Regions from separate parts of the Mus musculus genome. Here all the other regions are linked to region 3. Evidence: chromatin contacts called from public HiCAR-type and HiChIP or PLAC-seq data. All regions are on one chromosome and are shown on one strand. Each heading gives the region's core, a stretch centred on a gene start, on an enhancer-like site or on the middle of the called end of the contact. The rest is flanking DNA. Distances are from core to core; before and after follow the strand shown. Region 1 has its middle 12 kb from the start of Pabpc6. Region 2 overlaps Gm34799 (a long non-coding RNA gene). Region 3 holds the start of 6530411M01Rik (RIKEN cDNA 6530411M01 gene). Region 4 overlaps Gm34684 (a long non-coding RNA gene). Region 5 overlaps Gm34799 (a long non-coding RNA gene).

The links. HiCAR-type assays count read pairs that join an accessible place to other places. HiChIP or PLAC-seq counts read pairs in DNA pulled down with a chosen protein or histone mark.
Region 1: a contact with region 3 is called in an H3K27ac HiChIP or PLAC-seq map of stem cell-derived neural progenitor cells, with 3 times the contacts expected there. The contact joins the enhancer-like site here to the promoter of 6530411M01Rik in region 3. A contact is called at or near these places in 5 of 39 promoter capture datasets (cranial neural crest, embryonic stem cells, hippocampal neurons and 2 more), 5 of 484 Hi-C or Micro-C datasets (cerebral cortex, cortical neurons, embryonic stem cells and 2 more), 10 of 115 datasets of contacts at active chromatin or transcription factors (SST interneurons, differentiating embryonic stem cells, embryonic basal ganglia and 5 more) and 2 of 9 other capture datasets (embryonic stem cells and liver).
Region 2: a contact with region 3 is called in an H3K4me3 HiChIP or PLAC-seq map of embryonic forebrain, with 12 times the contacts expected there. The contact joins the enhancer-like site here to the promoter of 6530411M01Rik in region 3. A contact is called at or near these places in 1 of 15 datasets of contacts at CTCF or cohesin (pro-B cells), 4 of 484 Hi-C or Micro-C datasets (cardiomyocytes, cerebellar granule neurons, embryonic stem cells and 1 more), 17 of 115 datasets of contacts at active chromatin or transcription factors (SST interneurons, cardiomyocytes, craniofacial prominence and 10 more) and 2 of 9 other capture datasets (embryonic stem cells and embryonic tail).
Region 4: an H3K27ac HiChIP or PLAC-seq map of stem cell-derived neural progenitor cells shows a contact between it and region 3. The contact joins the enhancer-like site here to the promoter of 6530411M01Rik in region 3. A contact is called at or near these places in 1 of 15 datasets of contacts at CTCF or cohesin (stem cell-derived epiblast-like cells), 3 of 484 Hi-C or Micro-C datasets (Sertoli cells, embryonic stem cells and nephron progenitors), 21 of 115 datasets of contacts at active chromatin or transcription factors (SST interneurons, VIP interneurons, astrocytes and 10 more) and 1 of 9 other capture datasets (embryonic stem cells).
Region 5: a HiCAR-type map of astrocytes shows a contact between it and region 3, with 5 times the contacts expected there. The contact joins the enhancer-like site here to the promoter of 6530411M01Rik in region 3. A contact is called at or near these places in 1 of 15 datasets of contacts at CTCF or cohesin (large pre-B cells), 6 of 484 Hi-C or Micro-C datasets (cerebellum, cerebral cortex, embryonic limb bud and 3 more), 14 of 115 datasets of contacts at active chromatin or transcription factors (astrocytes, differentiating embryonic stem cells, embryonic basal ganglia and 8 more) and 1 of 9 other capture datasets (embryonic stem cells).

The regions. Positions count from the first base shown.
Region 1 is chr17:9,680,199-9,682,898 of GRCm38.p6, forward strand. No RefSeq gene overlaps it. Among named protein-coding and RNA genes, the nearest start is that of Pabpc6, 12 kb to the left of the region's middle. Within about 2 kb of position 1,288, at least 38 of the 459 cell types and tissues checked have an H3K27ac peak or open chromatin away from gene starts, as enhancers often do. A contact at or near this core is called in SST interneurons, cerebral cortex, cortical neurons and 4 more, where this site is marked.
Region 2 is chr17:9,878,352-9,881,051 of GRCm38.p6, forward strand. All of the region lies in intron 1 of Gm34799 (a long non-coding RNA gene), which reads right to left. Among named protein-coding and RNA genes, the nearest start is that of Gm34799, 27 kb to the right of the region's middle. Within about 2 kb of position 1,395, at least 52 of the 459 cell types and tissues checked have an H3K27ac peak or open chromatin away from gene starts, as enhancers often do. A contact at or near this core is called in embryonic basal ganglia, embryonic forebrain, forebrain and 2 more, where this site is marked.
Region 3 is chr17:9,166,501-9,169,287 of GRCm38.p6, forward strand. It overlaps 6530411M01Rik (RIKEN cDNA 6530411M01 gene), which reads right to left and starts at 1,522. Exons shown (of 3, transcript NR_027881.1): 1 at 787-1,522. It overlaps Gm52287 (a long non-coding RNA gene), which reads left to right. Exons shown (of 2, transcript XR_003952250.1): 2 at 1-2,787.
Region 4 is chr17:9,721,511-9,724,264 of GRCm38.p6, forward strand. It overlaps Gm34684 (a long non-coding RNA gene), which reads right to left. Exons shown (of 5, transcript XR_876393.3): 2 at 680-778. Among named protein-coding and RNA genes, the nearest start is that of Gm34684, 3.6 kb to the right of the region's middle. Within about 2 kb of position 1,436, at least 2 of the 459 cell types and tissues checked have an H3K27ac peak or open chromatin away from gene starts, as enhancers often do. A contact at or near this core is called in stem cell-derived neural progenitor cells, where this site is marked.
Region 5 is chr17:9,844,633-9,847,332 of GRCm38.p6, forward strand. Gm34799 (a long non-coding RNA gene) reads right to left here. Exons shown (of 2, transcript XR_003952248.1): 2 at 76-2,700. Among named protein-coding and RNA genes, the nearest start is that of Gm34799, 61 kb to the right of the region's middle. Within about 2 kb of position 1,294, at least 40 of the 459 cell types and tissues checked have an H3K27ac peak or open chromatin away from gene starts, as enhancers often do. A contact at or near this core is called in astrocytes, cerebellum, cerebral cortex and 2 more, where this site is marked.

The DNA of each region.
Region 1 (2,700 bases), core at 38-2,537, 510 kb after region 3:
TGTGTGTGTGTGTGTGTGCATACACACAGGGAGGGTGTGTGTGTGTGTGTGTGTGTGTGTGCATACACACAGGGAGGGTGTGTGTGTGTGTGTGTATGTGTGTGTGTGTGCATACACACAGGGAGGGTGTGTGTGTGTGTGTGTGTGTGTGTGTGTGTGCATACACACAGGGAGGGTGTGTGTGTGTGTGTGTGTGTGTGTGTGTGTGCATACACACAGGGAGGGTGTGTGTGTGTGTGTGTGTGTGTGTGTGTGTGTGCATACACACAGGGAGGGTGTGTGTGTGTGTGTGTGTGTGTGTGTGTGTGTGTGTGTGTGTGCATACACACAGGGAGGGTGTGTGTGTGTGTGTGTGTGCATACATGTGCACATGCATGATGTATGTGCATGTATGTATGTATGTTCATGTGGATACATGTGGTTTCCTCCAAGGCTAAAACACAACCACATTCAACAACAAAGCTTTTCCTACGATGGAAAAGCTTCTGATATTGTCACTGCCATCAGTTCCATTTTACACTGCTTATGTCACCACACCCACACTAAAACCTCTACTTCTGCAGAGAACAGTCCTCCGAGAAGCCAAGCCAGGATCATCCAAATGTCTGGCTTTAACATAACACGGTTGTGGGTAACCAGTGGCCGCTGCCATTTTTGCAAACCAGTGCTTAGGAAGCACTTTATTTTGGTGGCCAAGTGTTCTGCTTTGCTAGTTTACTCAGAGGGGTTCTTCTCCCTCAGGCCAGTGCAGCACGCTGCATCTCCCATCTAGACGCTCGAATATGTATGAGGGGGTGACAAAGACTGATCTGTCTGTGGAGAACTGAAATGTGAGCGTCTGCCACAATGCTCCTGAAAGAAATTAGACTCATCAGCTGGAATGATTCATAATGATGCCTGTGTTTGCTCTCAGAATGTTAAGGGAATCGACCACCCACTTCATCGTCAAATGAACTTTTTTATTTCACCCTACAAACCCCTATTCTCTCAATAATATAGATTTTTTAATAGACATATCTCTCCAAACGGTCCCACCAGCTCAAGCAAAGACAAATTATAACGAGCTAATATTTTTTGATTAATGCTAGGTTTTGTACCTGAACTCAGGAGCATAAATATCTCCTTTAAAGTGATACTGCCTGCAAATAAGATCAAATCAAATTCCAAAGCACTTTGTTAATGAAAAGTATTGATTTTTATACCATTTGGTCCAAACCACTGCCAATTTCCATGCATTTGCCATCCTTTTGAACAATGAGCTTATGCCATTAAGACCTGCAGATGCCCTTCCATTCCTCCTTCTCCATGGCTTGCTCTTTTCTCCTCTCAAGATCCAGGACTCAGCTCTATGTCTCCTTGTGCCTGTTCTCCAAGGATCTCCATCATCCCCTACAGCATGGAAAATTACTCCTAGGTGGGCAGCTTTCCCATCATCATCTCTGCAAAACACTGAAGTGGGTGACTTATCTTTTCTAGCTTCTTCTCACATTACCCTCACTCTTCTTCTACAGTCTGAGGGCTGAGAGCCTACTGTCAAAGTCTAATTGCCTTCAGAAACCTAGACAAACATCCAAGTCAAACTTTCTAACACCCCCCCCGGCCCCCCGGCCTTTTCAGGTAATCTCCATACTGTCTTGCAATCCAGACAAACTGACTGTCATGCTTCAGTTTCAGAGGTCAGTGTCACCACAGAGTGTTGTGTTTTGAAGGATGCATGAGGTAGAGTAAGCTGGGTAGGTGCTGGGGCACAAGTTGACTTGGGCAACTGAGTATAACCCATCAAAGCTAAGCCAGTGACTATAGAAAAATCACAGAAAATTCACTGGGTGTGCACTTCCATGTGCGTGTGTGCGTGTGTGTGTGTGTGTGTGTGTGAGTGAGTGTGTGTGTAGCTTGTGGAATAGGCTAGCCTGGATAACCAGGAAGCTTCAGGGTTTGGCCTTTCTCTACCTCTACAATGCTGGGGTTGCAAGTTTGTACCACCACTCCTGGATTTCATAGTGTTGGCTTTGAATTGAATTCAAGTTCTCAAGTTTTCATGGAGGATACTGGGCCATCTCAACAGGCTACCAACATTATGCCCTTAGGTCGTAACTATACATCATGTGTGACATCTCATGTGAATCTAACACTTATTTGGCTTCAGTGTATTTATACTTTCACCACCTAGGTTATAAACTCCCTAAGAAATGCTGAAACAAAGGTTTGCTTAGATACCTGGGAAGGTGTGCTGGTTAGCTTTTGACAACTTGACATGAATCTAGATATATCTATGAAGAGAGAAACTCAGTTTGGGAAATGCTTCAGTCAAATTGGCCTGTGGGGCATTTTCTTAATTGCTAATTAATATATAAGGGCTTATCCCACTGTGGGCAATGCCAACCCAAGGAAGGTGGGCCTGGGTTCTATGAGAATGGTAGATGAACAAGGCAGAGGAAACAGGCTAGTGAGCAGTATTCTTGCATGGTTTCTGCTTCAAGCTTGTGCCTTCAGTTCCTTCAGTGCTTGACTATAACTTGTAAGATGAAATATCTCTTGTCATGCCCAAGTTGGCTTTTACCAGCATTTTATCACAGCAACACAGAAAGGGCAATAAAATTGTATTTCCCCCCAAAGACACTGAATTCATTTCATCCATGTTCAGGACTTTACCAAATCTACGTAGTCTTACTAGAATGCAGAGGTGGCATTAAACAGAGT
Region 2 (2,700 bases), core at 145-2,644, 710 kb after region 3:
CACCAACCCATTTAGTTATGTGCACATCATGTGGGATAGAGACCAACCTGATTTTACCCTAGAGCAGCAGTCAGGGTTTTAGAGCCTTTTCTAGAATAGGATATCACTTTTCACTGAGTTTAAGCTCTGCTTTGTCAAGCTCCCACAATACACTGGGCTCTCCTGTCAGATTTCAATTCGCTTCTGACGACCTAGTCGCCTGTAGCCCAGAGCCATACTGATTGGATTTCAGTGGCTTTAGAGCATGTATCTGTGCTGTGTCTGGCTTGCACCTCTCAGCTCATTCCTTGTCATTCTTCAAAAATCATTCTTCCAAGAGTGGGAAAGCTTTTTTTTTCATTGGCTTTCAAAATTATGCTTGTGAATTTGGGGCGGGCAGCACTTTAATAACCTTTAACTTTATACAAAAATAATTTTTCTGTTTTGTGAAGATATTATTTCATTTCTTTAAGTGTCTGTTATCTTTCCTGACAACCCAGTTGGTCTTGTGATTAACTGAATTTATGGATATTTTATGTTAACTGCCTTTACTGTGTAACAGAATGGTTGCTTTGCTTATTTTAATTTCTAGCTAGTTACTACTAGCTACAGAAAGATATTGATTGGGACGTGTGTCACAGCTAATTACTTTACCAAATTTATTAAACGCAATAACTTTTTAAATTGGACTATTTTGAATCTTACAGATTTATACTCAAATCAACAGCCAAAAAGAATAATTTTGTCTCTTCTTTATCAGCCTTTTAATTATTATTTCCTTTTCTTATCCTCTGAAATATCAGATAATTGTGACAGTAATTACCTTTGTCTTGTTCATAATTTTAGTGGGAATGAATTTAGCCTTTTACCATTTACAATAATATCTTCTGGGTTTGCTGGTTTGTAATAATTGTCTCTTACAAATTTAAATTATTTCTTCCTAATTCTGATTTGCTTAAATGTGTTATTTTTAAGAACTCCTAAACTTTTATCAAATGTCCTTTTAAAATGTGTTAGCGTGGTGTATTTTCCTCTTTAAATAGGTTGGTATGGCGAATTTTTGTTGACACATTTCTAAAATTTGCTGCTTAAAAAAATATGTGATTTGAAGTCACGCAGTGGGATATTAGTTGTTGCTTTTAGGTCAGAATTTCTGTACTTGTTAGTGTAGCCAGGATGGTTCCTGGGTTTGCTTTCTGGCAGCCTGCATCATCTTCCACAGGAGAACTTCTGGGCTGCTTACCTCTGTGGCAGCCTCTTCTGGGGTCCTAATTCCCACCCACCACTGGGCAGTTAGTTAGTGGATGTGCCCTTTGCTCTCTAATTCCAAGTCTACCACCAAGCCTAACCGCTGTGGGCATCCGCAGCTCTGTGTTGGCATACAAACAAGGCCTCTTTGTGCTCAGATGATGTCATGGGTATGAACGTGACAAGAAAACAAGTGCCTCAGAATCCTACCATTGCAATGTTCTCAAGAGAAAGAGAACAGACCCAGATTCCTCACGGGGGCAAGGCCACTGCACGAAATGTGACTTTGAAGGCTTTGGAAAGAGCTGGGAACCAGGACAATGACACTGTGGGGTGAACATTTGTTTTGTAAAGGAAAAGGAATCCAAGCCCGGTCCTCAACAGCCAACGCCATGGGAACTCGAAGGGGTTTGTTCCCTCTCCACATCCTTCAGCACATCTACAGCCCCACTGCCCACCTGCTAGGAAGCAAGCTAAAATACACAGAATACCCAAGAAGGGCCTTTGGCTTGCCTCCCCAGCCTCCCCTCTGGTCGGCATTGGCCCTCGGGCTAGACTGCTTGGATAGCATTGCAGTGCAGTACGAGCATGCAAGCCTGACGTTTGAGAATGTACTTTCAACCTCTATGTCTGGAACCTGAAGGAAAACACTGCCCATCTTCCCAGCCGATGGGTTTCTGGACTGTGAGAGGCTCAGAAAGCTCGCACACTGGACTATGCTTGGTGAAGCCCCCATAGTAAACCGAAGACAGCATGGGACAGGCCAAGAGAGTTAGGTCTAGGTAAGGCCCACACCCCTCTGGCATTTCTAGAACTCGATGTGAGTATACTGCCAGCTGCTTTCCCCCCAGCAAGAGAATATGAGCGTTCATAATCTTCCGGACTTCAGCCCATACCTGAAGCACCTGGAACACAGGCGTCTGTGCAGCATCTTCTGAGCCCTGAGAAATAATATACGAAGCCGAGACCCTAGGAAGCCATGACTAGTCTCAAGTCAGACCCACAGAAATGGGCAGAGAACATTGAGGACAAATCCTGTGCAGGGATGCTGTCTAAAGCACTGGGGAGGTGTCCTGTGTGTTAGAAAGAACTCTGTGTTCGCTGAATTGCAAGTCATCTGACACAAATGGGCAGTGAAAGAGACCCCCTTCCTACACAAAGTACACAGACTCTTGCTGCTTAAACACATAAGTTATTTTGCTTTAGTAAATAGTATCTATTTTTTATTACTATAGCAATGCATGTTTGGGTGAATACAAATTAAATAATTTTTTGGAAAATAGTTGAAAATTCCTCATTATCCCACAGCTCATAGTACTGCCATGATCGCTCTGTGGGCACCTCTGGTTGGTGTTTCTCACTCCACATAAACTCAGCTATCTGTTCAGGAGCTAACATAACACATACACACACACATGTACATACATATATGCATACATACACACTATACATATGTACAGACACATGCACATA
Region 3 (2,787 bases), core at 272-2,771:
ACCACGAGGCTTGTATCACCATGCTTACTCCATTCATTTTGTGAAAGCATTTTGATTATACATATACAACACACTCACACATACAGAACACACACATCTATATACATATATACACACATGTAAGTATGTGTATATATATTCATATACACATACACATATTAACCATTATGGTATTAATACAGGTGCTATCATTTCTACTGCTGAGAACGGAGCCCAGAAAAATATGAATATAGACCAATATTAAAATATAGATAAACTTATTATCCTTATATCTAAATATTATCTACACATACACATTCACACATGCACACTACTCCATAAGAAATGGCAGCCATTTAAAGGTAATATGTGAGATGCTTTATGAAAAAATATAGACACAGCCCATGCATCAACATTCCTCATACATGTATATGTACATAATCAAGGAGTTTACGTGAAAAATGCAAAATACAGAAAATACTGCTCTGGGTGGGTTTCATCTAGAATCCTTTTGCGTTCACACATTTCTCTAATTTCACATCGTATGATTCTGATAACAAAACAAAGGATAGACTCATTTCAGAAGCACCATTTTAGAAAAAGGTCATCTGCTCTGATAATTCTGTTCAGAAATGAACGGGGTCGGGGGTTTGGGGGTGTGGCCCACATGACACATTTCTAGGGCTCTTTTGTGCTTGATTTTGTCCCTCTGAGACAGCACAGTGGGCAGAGGAGCCCAAAGGGAACAGGCACAGCACACTCAGAGTTCCCCTCCCCCACTTTGCTCTCTGAAACTCTGCAGCCAACCTTATTGAATTCCTCGTAGCGATCCTGCCCAGTGCCCCGCTGTGGCCCAGCTGCTTTCCGGCACCCTCTCTGATAACAGAGAGAGGGCGCCCCACACCTGCTTCTGAGACTGGCTCCTTAGGGATGTTACTGTTGCCTCCTGGATCCTGTGCATGCTTGAGAAGGATCCCCGGAACGAGACATTATTATTTTCTCTTTTCTTCGCGGAAAAGAGGCTAAAAATAGGCACAGAAGCACCTTACAGCCTCCAGGCTAGTGGCTGGAAAGTCACCGTTCAGAGGTTAACGCGCCAGCATTAAGACAAAGTAAAGTAGCGAGCGCTCGCGATGTCACGGACTTGCAGAGTAAATAGGGGAGACAGGCTGCTCTGACGTGCTGAATTTATGAACTTTACTGTTCTGCTCCACCCAGAGCGCTCCCCTGCACTCATGGGATGCTGTTGCTGCATTTGCAAGCCACTGTCTCTTTCACCTCTGAGGCGCTGCATTTGCAAGCCACTGTCTTTCACCTCTGAGGCCTGGGAACCACAGCTCCCCTGGGGTCGCTCCTTGCATGGCTTCCGGAGCCTCCAGGGATCTTCAGGTCTCTCCAGGAACAATGCTGTGAGCCCGAAACTGCATTGTCTCAGCCGGATGTTTTGAGGAGGATCCAGGGCACGTTTGCCAGCTTCTAAACAGCATAGCACAACAGCCCCGCTTCTGTGAGTCTCTGCTTTGTGAATCTGCTTTCTGGACTTGTCCTTGCTCAGCACCCAAATTAGCTTAACAAGCTACGGAAATCTCAGCTCGACCTGGAGGCAGCAGTGGCAAGACAGAAACAGAGCTCCGAATCAATTGGCCAGAGGCGTGGGGGGTGGGGGAAGACAAAAGAAACATTGTGTCAAATTTATTTTCTGTACTCTTGGGATTGCAAGGAGAGCCTGAAAATGCTCACAGCGAGAGTGACTAGGGCCGGCTTGGATTTTTAGCTAAAATAAACCATATTCATGTCAAACTGCAAAGGGCACATTGGTTTACCGCGCGAGGGCAAAGAAGACAAACGGCGAAGTAGCGGCATCAAATAATGATCTGAAATTTACCACGGGTTCGCTCGGTACATCCTTCCCTAACTCGTGTATATTTCATTTAAATGTATCCATCAGTTTAAATAGGGCACTAGGTCCGTCCCGCCCTCCACCTGTGCTCTCAATGTTTCTCTGCGTGTCTGCCAGTTTGTGGGATGCCTGCAGCTAAGATGAATCAGAATACAAAGAGAGGGCTGACAGGTTCGTGTATGCCCAAGGTGAGCTGTGACCTAAAATGAGACTAGTTCTAAGGAAAGATGGATCACATGTGTCATGCATGCTGGACCAGCAGATGGCAGCAGAGCTCTGGGCTCCCACCACAGTGAAACTCCGTTCCCTCATCAGAGTGGTCCTATGTGCCCTCTGTGTCACTGACCCCAGAACAACATCTTTGATTTATAATCATACATGACTAGCATCTATCCCTTTTACTACAAATCTATGACATTAATTCAGAGGTCACCATTCTCTGAATGGGACATCCTGCTTACATAAAAAAGAAAAATAAAGTTTAAAGGCGTGGGGGAAATCACAGAACAAAATAGGGGGTATGTGTGTTTCCCCCGTCTTTGAGCTTCTTAGTCTATATTACCCCACAACCAAAACACAATATGTTGGTTGAAAGTGTTTTTTTTGCAACTAGTTCCTAGCATGAGGAAGCATAAGCCTTTAATTTCATCATCTGGGAAACAGAGACAGGAAGATGTCTGTGAGCTCAAGGCCAGCCTGGTTTGCATAATGAGTTCTGGGTCAGCCAGGTACAAAATGAGACCCTGTCTAACAACAAACAAACAAACAAACAACTCTTGCTTGGTTGACCATTCACAATCTCCCCATATTTAATAAAAATTTACCCCCAGAACTATTTTGAAATACCCTCTAACATAATATGATTAGAGATAGTGCCCAGAGCCAAATTTCACTTTGTCCTTAAAACC
Region 4 (2,754 bases), core at 186-2,685, 550 kb after region 3:
TTGAGCAATTGGTAAATATGGAAGTTGTAGAAAAGACCCTGAGCTTTCACTTGGTACTAGAAATGAGATGGGTCTTTGTGGTCACTTCCCTCTAGCTCTATAGTTGGATCCCACCTTCTTGGGCTAGGAGTCAGAATGGGCTTCCTGGGCACTGTACTAATGTCTCACATTTCAGATAATTCTGAGCAATATAGCCAAGGTTTGAACTTGGTATGCCATAGACATCTGCAAGTAAGTACTGGATTAAAAAAAATATATCAATGGATGGATAGATGAACAGATAGATGGAGTGAAAGACAGATGAAAAAATATGCCTTATTCCATTTTGGCTGTGAGAAACATTCAACATGACTGTCAGTCAAGGCCAGCAGGCAAATTGTTACCTTCTTTTATGACTTCTGACCCATGAACTCTAGACTTCTAAGACAAAGAACTGGCATTCACCCTGATATTACCTATTCTCAAATTTACCCTAAACGTGTTAAATTTAGACAAAGGGCATGATTAATTGTCATTGTCGGGTGGACCACTTTAGAAATGAGCATTTTCAGACCTGAAATAAATATGTTGTGTGTGAAATGGATTGACTGTGAACTTCAGTATGTCTGCTTGAGTCAATGTTCAGTTACTGGGACAAAATGCTAGTGAAAGCAATTTAAAAGGAAGAAATCTATTTTACCACATGGTTTCTGAGGCCTCAATCATTGTGACTCCGTTGCAGTGGGCCTCTGAGGAGTCCAGCTGTTTATGGAAGAGGAGGCTCTTCATTTCATGGTGTCTAGGGAGAGAGAAGGGGTCACAGAAAACGGATTATCCAACAAAGCCCCACACCCTACTTACTACCGCTTCTTAATAATGCTGTCAACTTATGAATCCACAAATGGATCATGCACGGGTGAAGTAAGAGCCTTGGGATACGTTCATTCAAAAGTTCATCACCTGAGAAGCAAACCTGCAACACACGAGCCTTTGAGGGGCATACTATGTATACAAGCCACAAAAGGACCCTACGCTGTAAGGACCACACATGTTAAGTGAACACGAGTCACTCAAAGATGCTGCCAATTCTTTTTAAAATATCAGTGCTGAGTTAGAAGTCTTTCCCTTTGTTGTGTATCAAAATAATTTTAAGCCACTCATAGTACAAATGACATTTCTTTTTCAAATGCCATCTTTCAGTTTTTAATCAGCAACTACAGGATATTCCCAGAAAACAACAAATCATAACCTCACATGGGGAGAAGCTCAGACCGGTGGGGTGGAGAACTTTGGAAGTGTGTTGTACCTTAAGACATACTGGGCATTTAAACTACAAAAGGAGGCTACAAACTGCTAATCTGCAGATGAAAGGAAGAATGCCCGCAGCCTTCATTTGCATTTGAACTGGTGATAAATGAGTTTTCTACCTCCATTTGAGTTCACTTCTCTGCAAGAGGCACATCAGAAACAATGCAATCTGAGCTTCAAGGCAAGTCAGGTTCCCAAGAGAACATGAACCCTATTTACACCCCGGTAACACAAGAACATATTTCCCTGACAGAATGTCAAGCAGTCAACGATGAAAGATGAAATTACAGGGTGGGGCTGAACAGGACACTTTATCGATGCTAGGAGGTGGAGAAACATACACACACACACATTAATATTTTTTGGCCCCCTTCCAAAATATTCAGCAATGAGAAATAGGTAAGATCAGAAAAAAAAATTTTTTTTGACACAAAGAGATTTGGGGTAACAGAAATAACCTCATCTTTTCCAACCCACCATTAAGGTCTGGGTCATCCATCTACATAAGAAATGGGAGTCTGGCTAATGAGAAATTCCCACACTGAAAGGGGGACTGAGTAAATCTCATTCAAGTTGTAATTTGAATTTAATGCCTCGTCTATAAAACAAACAAAGCATCATAAAATGTTAAATGGTACATAGTGAATCAGGAAAATGCAAAAATTTTTTTTTTAAAAGTGCCTAGCCTGCTTTATTCCAAAGAGAGTGTTCCCTGCTCAGAAGAGCTGAGCTCACCAGGGCACGGTCTCTCTTCCAGCTCAGCTTTCTCAGAACCTGCTGAGTCAGTTGGAAATATCTTTTTCTTTTCACTATTTTAATCATGTCACCAAGTACGCAGGCTTGAAAGTTGACATTGCCATGTTTCAGAGGGCTCTACCCACTCTTGGCAGACAGCCTGGGATTTCACAATAAACAACTTTATTATCCAGTGCCTCTATTTGCACAGAAAAGTCCTTTCCTTTTCGTGAGTTGGGCGATTCACACACCATTGTCTTAGTTATTCTCTGTGCAGAAAGCTGTACCTTGTGTTTAGTTGCCATGTTGTCTGGGGGTAAGAAAAAAAAATTGGGGTTTTAAAATTGTGTCTGTATGTTGGATCTCCAACTCTCCTATCTGGAACCATAAGGGGCCCTGGGGAAGACTACTTGTCGCAACACATACTGATGTGTTTTTAAAAAAAGATAAAGAGGTATAAGAATATGTTCTATAGGGGTGTGGTGCGGTATGGGGGAAGGGAGTGCCTCAGAGGGCCCATGCAGAGGCATCACTTCCCCATGAGGGACTAGTCACATGACAGTATAGTATAAAATAGAGTTTATTCAGGGCACAGGGAGGAGAGTTAAGAGGGTAGTAGAGGCAGAGAAAAGCAGAGAGGGAGAGAGTAGAGAAGTAGAGGCGGGGGGTGGGGGGGATAAAGGGAATGGGGAGCAAGGGGGAGCAAGAGAGCAAGAGGCAAGAGAGAGAGGC
Region 5 (2,700 bases), core at 44-2,543, 680 kb after region 3:
TGTACTATGCTTCCAAGCATGTCAATGTCAAGGCTTCTCCTAATAAATCAGGGCTGTGAACAGATCGCAACACACTCTGAGACACTAGCGGACACTTGTTGATGTCAAGTACCTCGAGGCCTTCACACTATACCTGCATCAGAGCATCAAAGCTTGAGAAGTGGATGCATTTCAATGGAGCCACTTACTCTTTCATTTCAAGTATATTCCTCAATAGATTCTTCAAGTCAAACAAAGGTACAATTAATTGAATCATAGACACTGAAGAGCACAGAAATAGAACCACAGATGAGAGCTCTATTCACACTCTAATTGCTTCCTGCAAACATAGGCCTCTCCAGACACCACTGCCTTAAACTGTACCTGTGCACCCATAACCCTATAAACCAAAAGCAAACAACAGCCACATATGTGGACCAAACACACTTTCAGCCCTATGCAAACATTAGGAATCTAGATCTCCATAGACCAAGTTGCTTACAGTAGTGTTGTCAAAAGGCAGAGGACTTGTCCCAATACAAACCATAAAACTAGGAAGTTTAGTATGCAGTTGGGTGAATCACAGAAGATTGTGACCATTCTAAGACAGTGAGGAGATGGCTCCGTGGCTGCAGTACTTGCTACATACGCATAGGAATCTGAGCTTGGGTCTGCAGCATCCATATGAAAGGCTGCTGGTAGCAATACACAGCTGTAACCCGGCATGGGGCAAGGACCCTGGGGGCCCCATGACCAGCTAATTCAACAGACATAGTGAGCTTCCAGGTTCAGTGAAAGAGTGTCTAAAAAAAAAAAAAAATCAGTCAGCAAAGCAATGGACAGAGGCAGCTCAATGTTAATGCTGGCCTCTACACATTCTTGCACACATGAGAGAACCTGCACAAATACAGATACACACATACTTACAGGAAAACTGGGATTACATGTGGGCAAGATGTTTCATACCACACTGCTGTTGGTGCTTAAGGAAATGGCAGGTCACCTGACATGGTTGTCATGCTCCAATACCACCTCCAGATGGCATAAAGACCATCTCAGCCTTGATCCACAAAGGAAGGGCCAGGGGCACTATGGATCTCTCCCTACTGTACTTTAGGATTTAATGTTTGAAGCACACGCAAAAGTCTGTGGTCCAGCATTGACTTAGTTCTGCCAGAGCCGGGGACCTGGGAATGGTGGTTTTGTCCTGGATAACTGGGGAACCACCAGCTGAGTGCATCCCAGGCTGAGCACTACATGAAGCCAGAAATGTTTTTCAGAAAGCAAGAACAGGAACGAGATTGACTTGTTTGTCTGCAGCCACGATGAGTCATTTGGCTGTGAATAGTTGCTGTTGGCTATGAATGGCCACTGTTGATAGAGGGGCAGAAGAAATATCAGATTCTTCCAGCATCTAAGTGTTGAGTCCAGGAGTCAGGCATAAAAAGTGTTTGGGGGAACTACTGCTGACCCTTGCCAAATTTTATTCGTTCATGGCAAAATGAGGGGGAAAAAATGACAGAAGGAGTTTTCTGTAAACTTAAATACAGTCATGAATATTGTCTTATTTGAGAAATTAATTTTCCATCCTGCCTTCCATGTCAAATATCCTTTTCCTTGTGCAATTATAATGCTCTGTAAGATAGAGTAGCTATTTGATTTTGTTTATGATGTCCTTGCTGGCAAAACATGAGATGGGTGACACTGTCAGTCTGCACTTTCTCTCTCAGGCTTTTACCAGCTGGGAAATGGAAAAGTGAAGCCGAGAGAGAGAGCAGGAAGGCAGCTGCCATGAGGGGTGAGGGGCCTTTACTCTCTTTCATTATAAACTTTTGGCAAAAATGACTGAATTGTCTCAGCAACACCCAAGAGCTCTGGTGAGTGGCTGGCTCTGTGTGTGTGTGGGGGGGGGGGGGGGGGGGCTGAGCACCGGAGTGTCCTCCTTTGCCTCCTAGGCCTCCATTTATGTTCTAGGCCAGAAAAATAGATGGAGGACCTTTTTAACATGGAGCACAAGGTATTAAACAAATGTCACTATGTCAAGCGCCTATGTCCCTCATTAGAATTAAAATCCACAGTGTCCTCATCTTTCTAAACACAAGTCATGCCAAGATGCAGTTCTAAGGACAGGAGGCAGGCAACGTGCTCTGCGGATGAGTCTGGAGAAGAGTGTGGGTGAGGGGCTGTGATTAGTGTTTCTTGGTTCAAAGTTGCCTCCCGATCACTTCCTCTCTGGGAGTCTCTTTCCAGCCAGTTTCTCTTAAGTCTTTTAGAGCAGCGCGTCCTTCACCTCCTGGAATTTGCTGTTTCCTTTGTTTTTTGCTCTCTTGACCTACAGCAGTTCATCTCTCTAACCAGGGCCACTTGCTATAGAGCGTTTCCATCTCCAAACGTCTGGCACAGGTTGGACCGGAGACAAGCATGTCTTCTTCAGTTTAACTGTCTGGCGGGACAGACCCCTCCCACCAGAGTCCTGTAAATGGGTTCACCCGCACCTCTGTTCTTGCATCGAACAGGTCTGCCTATGACCCCATGCTTCTCTCTTGGCAATCATTTGCTCAGTCACTCAACAGATTTTATTCTCGAAAGTATGTGAAGAAGTGGCTGTGTTCTCAACATGTGTGATGCTCTCATCCTCAGTGGCTTAAATGTCTCTCCCTCACAGGAGAATGCCTTGAAGGAGGTGGTGTGGCCATTGCCATTTCCAGTGCTTGGCACAGA